2 separate regions of the Mus musculus genome follow, and region 2 is linked to region 1. The links are chromatin contacts, called in public Hi-C maps. All regions are on one chromosome and are shown on one strand. The core of a region is the stretch at or near the end of the contact, and the rest is flanking DNA. Distances in the headings are between cores, read along the strand shown. Region 1 has its middle 20 kb from the start of E330013P04Rik. Region 2 holds the start of Fam204a (family with sequence similarity 204, member A).

Evidence for each region. Hi-C and Micro-C count contacts between places; a contact is called where the count stands out from the background.
Region 2: a Hi-C map of the N1E-115 cell line shows a contact between it and region 1, with 3 times the contacts expected there. The contact joins the promoter of Fam204a here to the enhancer-like site in region 1. A contact is called at or near these places in 3 of 39 promoter capture datasets (the SN4741 cell line, hippocampal neurons and pre-B cells), 8 of 484 Hi-C or Micro-C datasets (CD4 T cells, the N1E-115 cell line, centrocytes and 5 more), 2 of 115 datasets of contacts at active chromatin or transcription factors (the SCID.adh cell line and large pre-B cells) and 2 of 9 other capture datasets (adipose tissue and liver).

The regions. Positions count from the first base shown.
Region 1 is chr19:60,163,093-60,166,820 of GRCm38.p6, forward strand. No RefSeq gene overlaps it. Among named protein-coding and RNA genes, the nearest start is that of E330013P04Rik, 20 kb to the left of the region's middle. Within about 2 kb of position 2,414, at least 1 of the 459 cell types and tissues checked has an H3K27ac peak or open chromatin away from gene starts, as enhancers often do. A contact at or near this core is called in the N1E-115 cell line, where this site is marked.
Region 2 is chr19:60,224,811-60,228,614 of GRCm38.p6, forward strand. It overlaps Fam204a (family with sequence similarity 204, member A), which reads right to left and starts at 1,891. Exons shown (of 8, transcript NM_001358273.1): 1 at 1,834-1,891.

The DNA of each region.
Region 1 (3,728 bases), core at 1,164-3,663:
GCCCAGCCCAGCTTTAATTACAGAACATCCATGGGTGTCAGAATAGTACATGCACATAAAAAAAAATCTTTTCCATGGTTCAAAGTGTTCCCCAGTTAATCTGGCCGCACTACCACCACCACTCCCACCACTTAGCTTAAATTAAAGAGGGTAGACTCCCTAATGAAAGCCAAGAATCCTCTCCATCCTGAAGAATATAGCCACTGGGAGCAACTCCTTAAAATAACTGGGATACTGGGAGGGCTGAGGGTAATGCTGCTGGGATCAGGGCTGACAGCCAGAAGAGATGAAGTTAAGTTGGAATTGATGTTCCTTTTTTTGTTGAAAAAATAAAAAAATAAAAAAAAAGAGCTTAGCACTTTTTTTTCCTATCAAAAGAAACATTTTTTTTAAAAGATAAAATTAAAGGCCTGAAAAATCTCTCAAGATTCTTTCATGAGCTTTGGACCAAAGGAGACAGGGGAAAAGTTCTATATTATGAATTGAAGTGCATACACTAACGGTATGAAGTTTGATGATAAAAGTTATATAGAGTCACTATTTTATGTATACATAAAGGTGTACATGTGCACCTTTAATGATGGCTTTCATTGGTAGTTGGGTGTGGATTTCCTAGGAAACTGCATTAAATAGTCTTAGTTGCTGCTTTGAACGCCTTCAATATCACCCATTAAGAAAGATCCCACAGAACATGGAGTGTGGGAGGGTGGGGATGGACCTGGAAGAGTTGGGGCTAGACATAATTTTAAAATATGTTGAATGTTCATGTCTCTGAGAATTAATAAATATATAATTTAAAAGTCAAGAAGAAGAAAGAAGAAGAAGAAGAAGAAGAAGAAGAAGGAGGAGGAGGAGGAGGAGGAGGAGGAGGAGGAGGAGGAGGAGGAGGAGGAGGAGGAGGAGGAGGAAGAGAAGAAGGAGGAGGAGGGGGAGGGGGAAGAGGGGAAAGAAAGAGGGGGAGGGGGAAGAGGGGAAAGAAAGAGGGGGAAGAGGAGGAAAGAGGAGGAAGAAAGGAGGAGGAGGAAGAAGAGGAAGAAGAGAAGAGGAAGAAGAAGACAGCACAGTTCAGAGACTGCACTAGGTCTGGAGGCTTAGAGGCCCAGCCCTCTACTGAGCCAGTAAGGAGGTAATAGGCAAATTATTGAACCACATCAGCCTCCTGAGAGTCTCACAGAAAAATAAAGATTTTTTTTATTAGCTTGGTTCTTGCATTCTGTGGACTGTAAAACTGTCCAACAGAAGCATTTGGTATAACTATCAGAGGAGAGCTGTGTACAAAAGTAAGTAGTTCTCAACCACACAAACAACTTTTTAAGTTTTATACTTGTTTGTATGATACATGCATGTGTATATTTACATGTGTGCTGGCACACTTATCTATGCATGCCCACATGAAAGCCAGAGATTGACTTAGGGTATCTTCCTATATGCTTTCCACATTTTTTTCTGAAACAGAGACTTTCACTGAATCTGAAGTTCATCGTTTTTGGCTAGACTGGCTGGCCAGTGAGCCCCCAGGACCCCTGTCTCCAAAAACCCTAAGAAATACTCAACCACACCTGGCTTTTCACATGGGTTATGGGAAATCTAAATTCAGGTCTTTATGCTTGTGCAGTGAATACTTTAAACGGAGCCTTCTCTCCAGCCCTAGGATTTTTTTTATAGTTGAGTTGAACACATCACATGTATACACAGGCTTACAGCACATACGTTTTATAAGGCCCAGAAGTTGTGTGGTTTTCCTAGTTGAATATAATGTGGTTTTGCAGATCCTGTTGTATCTATGTGTTCTGCACAAGGCTATGGGTTCAAGCCAGCCTGTCATCTAATTAATATAAGGTCCAGCAGAATCAGAGGGTGGAAGAAGAAGAAACTCAAGAAAATGAGACTTGGATGCCTATCTCACTGCAAGTATCCATTAATCTGCATGCTAGTAATGATTCCCAATATGCAAACAGATGTTTCTCTCATTAAATTGTATATGCAAATACTACTGGTGGCGGTGGCAATGTTGTCTCGGGGTTGAGAGATCGTTGAGGGTAATTAAAGGTTAATCCGGTTTTCAGTTCATAGACTAGACAACAGGAATAGTTTCGAGGAAAATTTGTCGTTTAACCTTCAATTCATCACCAACAGTGCACGGATTTACTGCTAAAATAACATAAACATGTATGTGCTAATCATTACCCATCCATGTCTGATCAGCAGCAACCGGCAGCACAGCCCTATTCATTGTACCAAGTTGAATGTTACCATACAGAACACCAACAGGAAAAGGCTGTGTGTCCTCAAAAAGTGTTCAGCACCCATCCAGAGCTGTCGCCTCCCGATCCCAATAGAAAAAAACACCCAAATGACAGCAGTAACATTCTGTAGCTGGCTTCACACCCTGAAATGATGGGGCTTCCAATGCCTTGACCAAAATCACTGTTTTTGTTACTGTGGGTGAGTTGAAAATGTAAATGGTTTGGCACCCCTTTAAATGGAAAAGTTTAACTCACTGGCTGGTTTACTTCCACTTTCCATTTTGAGAGAAGGAGGGGAAAAAAAAAAAAAAAACACGACCAGCAATTAAGGTCAGAGAAGTTTCACATTGGCAGGTCTGCAAGACTTGCAAGGTCAGTAGAGACTGTGCAGGAAGAGCTGGTGCAAAAGAAGGCTTCCTGCATCTGTGGAATTACAAAGGAGGATTTATTCCCCAGATCAACAGTTACAAAGAGCTTACCTTTGGTTTAGTGGGAACCCGGGTGCTCAAATGGTAATCTCTTCTCTCCCCTTTACTTAGTCCTTGATTCTACAACAAATGCACAGCTATTCACTGTGCATAAAGACCCACATGCAAAGCCAGCATGCAGAGTACCTGAGATCTCCAGGCCCCAGTAGATGAAAAGCATGCCTTCTGCCCCCAACAAGCAGTGAGATCTACCAGATGCCCATCAAAATGAAATCGAACGCTTCAGGGGCAGGCCGATCCCTAACTTGTAATCCTCATTATATGTTGAGGGCTTTTAGCTAAACCCAAATTTAATTTGAGTGCTATGCCACCAGTAAACCAAAGCTGCTTTCATGATCACAATTCTACACTAAGCCAAACTCAAGTCTTGGAAATAAGACTAAGGGGTCTGTCCTCAACAACTCCTGCTTTCTTAAAAGAAAAGTGCCAACTGCCAAGGCTTAAAAAACAAATGCCTTGAGAAACTGTACATTTCCCAAGAAAATGGTCTATGGCTGCTTTGCCCTGAGCACCCTTTTCATAAAATATTAACAGCACCGACTGACAAACCAGAGTTAAAAGGCAACCATTGTGGTCAAAGGAAAGGGGGAGATGTCTCACTGTCCAGTTGTGAGGTTTTGTTTGTTTGCTTGCTTGTTTGCTTGCTTGCTGACCCATCAAACAATTTCACTTCTTTTGCCACTATGTCATATTTACTGGTGAGCTTTTCCTTCTTATGTACTTTTTTTTTTTTCTGTCTGTGGTGACCAGCTATTTCCTTTCCAGCCAGAATCTGGGGCTTCTCCACTTAAGAGAAGAAAGCCCATCCGATCATCATCCTTGGAAACAGACAGGACTTTGTTGCAGACTCTTCCAATGTGCCTAGGTATCTCTTAGCAGGAAGAGAGAGAGAATGGCATTTTCCAGGACTGCGAGCCCTGAATAGGCACAGCACACCTGGATCAGTAGCACATAATACGCATGAGTTCCCTTGGGCACATATTAAAAGATCTGA
Region 2 (3,804 bases), core at 641-3,140, 61 kb after region 1:
GTATCATCTACCTTTAGGTGAGAAACCCTAAATCCAGTAAAGTATATTCTTTACCTGTTACCAGAGATGTTGACTATACACCTCATTCTCTACAAAAAAAAAAAAAAAAAAAAAAAATTAAAATTAAAAAGGATTTAGTAAATACCATCTTTTGAGATACAGAAACCATAGAGATAAAAAAAATACCAATTATAAAAGTTCTAGTTTGTGTCAGATCTGTAGAAGACTAGTTATAGAGGTAAAAATAGTCTTGAAAGTCAGATGACTTCCATCCTGAGCAGGCCATTGTATTTGCCTGGGTTTTCGTTCTTTCTAAGCTTTAAAACGAAGGTATGGTCAAATACCAGTGCGATGGTCTCACACACACCTTTAAAATGTTTATGATCTTAATGGCCTCAGAGTCCTAAATGACCAGAGCTGCTTTACTCTTTGATCAATATAAACGCAGCTTCTCTCCTCTACCTCACTAGATGATCAGTTTTCAGAGGCTCTGCACAGGGTCCACTGAAAAGGGGCAGGAAACCAAGTTACAACAAAAGACAGACAAGCAGCAGGAGAAAAAGAAGGCAGACCTGTCACACACCACACACAAACCAAGAGGCAGGCACTAATCTTCATCACAACACACATTAGAAACTAACAGCAACTCTTTCTACAACTGGCCAAAATCATTGTGATCCAGTTACGCCTGACAGCTTTAAATTATGAACTTTTAGAGGGCAAAGTTGGTGGCGAATTCTTGGAGACAAAGATTTGGGAGACAGGTCAAATCTAGGCAAATTTTACTAATAATTTTTTCTGCACTTTTTGCATATGAAAAAGGGGAGATATTATACTAAGTAACACACTGAGAGTCACATTTAGAGATTTGAGAAATGTATTTCTAGACCACAAAACTGGTTACAAGCAATACCCAAAGGATAAAATCTGCGCATCCAACAAATTTTCTGTCTCTACTATGCCAGAATTTAAGCTGCATTTCCATCAAGTGGCTGTCTTATGTATTCGATTTTAAATAATCACAAACATCTAAATTTAATCCTATTTGTAAAATAATTATAACCGCCATCCTCTAACCTATAAGAGCATAATAAATAGTTCCTGAACTTTGGAACTAGTTAACTGACACACTTTTAGGCTTAAGATTATCAACATTAATGTAAATGTCTTATTTATTGTTAGAAAATGTGTTCCTTTTTCTTAAAACGACACAGAAAACCCGAGGGGAGTCAGGGGCCTCAGTTCAGATATACTTCAAATAAGTTATTTATTTTTTGTATTTTTAATCTTAAGGATAGGTGAGTTTGAATTAAAACAATGTTTACAGCCAAGGCTTGGAACCCACTTTCCCCCGGGACCCTCTCTAACTTGTGTGGAAAGATTTTAAACCACGCAATCCATGCCACTGTACAAGTACTTACAAAGTTCAAGACTGAGAGGGTGGCTCTGAAAGGCACACCCCTTCCCGCACGGACAACCTGGAACTCGGCGGCACTCACCCGGTGCGAGGCCGCACCACCTTCAGCTCTCCAGCCGCGTCAGAACTCGCATCGGGACGCCGGCGGAGCGGCGAGCCGCGAACCTCGCTCTGGTCAGCCGCAGTTGCTGTGTGGGCTTTCGCGCTCCTCGCTGGCCCGGGACCGGACGGCTACCTCACGACGCCCCCGGAGCCCAGCGGCGCCCGCCCGAACCCAGGGTTTTCCAAGCCCGCTTCGGCAGATCTGCGAGGACGAGCCGCCCCGACTCCTGCGCCGCCCTCCCTGCCTCGGAACACAGCCCGACAGGCCGCCGCGAATCCTGCCGCCAAGTCGCGCCTCGCGAAGCCGAACTTACCAGGGAGGAAACAGCGGCTCGGCGGCCATCTTAGAACCCCGCCAACATCGTGTCTTCTGATTGGCTCGGGCGGATCAGCCAATCGGCTGCGGCCGTTCTGGCTCTATGGTCGCCCAGGGAACAGCCTGGCTTGCCTAAACGCCTCTGCTAAGAGGAGCCTGTTGAGGTTTTGTTTTTGTTTTTTGTTTGTTTGTTTGTTTGTTTGTTTGTTTGTTTGTTTTTCTCCTTTTCCTCACTTTAACCAAGCGATTTTTTTTTAAAGTTTTGTCCTTTCCTCGCTCCTTTCCTGTGCTGGTGAACTTGGCTAAAGAAAATGCTGACTTCGATGCCCACCTGAGTTCAATGGAGAACTGTAGATGATCTCTTCAAGGAAGGCTTTGCTTCCTTCGCTTCCTCGCCACCCCTCTCCCCAGCCTTTCCTATCTTTTTGCGTATATTTGAGTGTCCACTGTGTTCCAGGCCTCATGCAATTCTCAACCGGATTCCAGTTCTCCAGGGACTTTCCAGTCTGGTTGACCGAATCAAATCCAGCTAAGCACCCCCTACTCAGAAGTTGATTTACCAGGCTGGCATAGTGTATAGGTCCTGATGAGGGGTTTACCGGCGTGTAAATGAGGAAAAGAGCAGAAATTTTCACCATGTGAAAACAGTAAATCCAGGCGATGATACGGGGATGAAGTAGGACCACTTCAGAAATGCTTCCATTTTCTGAAGTACTGTTCTGTACTCAGATTATGTTTCTATTTTCTTGTGATGGTTATATAAGAAACTACAGGGCTGAGAGATAGCTCAGTAAGAACCTAAGTTCATTCCACCCTCAGAATCCGTATTTTAAAAGCCAGGCATGGCAGCCAGCACTGTGGATGCAGACAGGCAGACTAGCCTACGAGGCAAGCTCTAGGCCAGTGACCACAAAAGACAGGTGGGCAACCCCTAAGGAACTACACTTTCGAGTTGTCTTCTGACCTAATGCACATGCATTAGAACACATATATGGCACATGCACATACAAAATACAAAGCCTTGAACAAGTTTAAAAAAACTTATGAAAAATTAAACTTTGCAGAATTGATTTGAACAAACAGTTGTTTCATGAATAGACTCTGGCCCAGTCAAAGTTCAGAGTGTTCCATCAGTGAGCAAGCAATCTTTGTAAATTAAAAAAAGGTAAAAAGAAACATATAATACTGTGGTTGGTCATATCTTAGTATTTACCTTATAAAAACATGGTGTGATCAGCTGTCATACTGACTGGCTAAAAGTCAACTACTATGACTGACTAAGACTCAGCAACACGTTATAAGAATACTAACATACTCTTAAGTGAAGCTGCAGTTCAAGCTATTTAGTTTTTCAAAGGAAGGAGTTGGTTGTAGGCCAAACTTAATGCACACATGGCTTAACTTACAGTAATTTTCACTTATTCACATTATGAACAAGAACCTTTTAAAATATTGTGATGTACAAAATTCTTGCCTCTATTCAATAATGTGAATGGATTAATCATTATTACATATTTAATCCTAATATTTAAACATACATTATACCCATGCATTGTCCAATAACTTCTGGAAGATATGCAAGTTTATGATGTAGTGTTCTAGAATCATGATTTGATAAGTTTGCATGACGGAGGATTCCTTTCAAGCATTCCCTGATTCTAGGGAAAAGCATAACTATCAGCATTGAGCAGGTAATTGCTGTGTCAGTTTGCTGTGAGTTGCTATAACAAAATACCACAGACTGGGTATCTTAATCAATGCATTTCTCCAGCTCTGGATTCTGCAATGTCTGGCACATGGTCTTTTCTCTTGGCTTGTAAGCAGCTACTAGCTCAGTGTGCTCACATGACCTAGTTGAAACACAGTTTAGGAGAGTGCTCTGAAGCCCTCATAAGGATACTAATGGGACCAGGTCAGAGACACATTCTTTTGATTTTACTTTGGTTACTCACTTAGAGATCCCATCTCC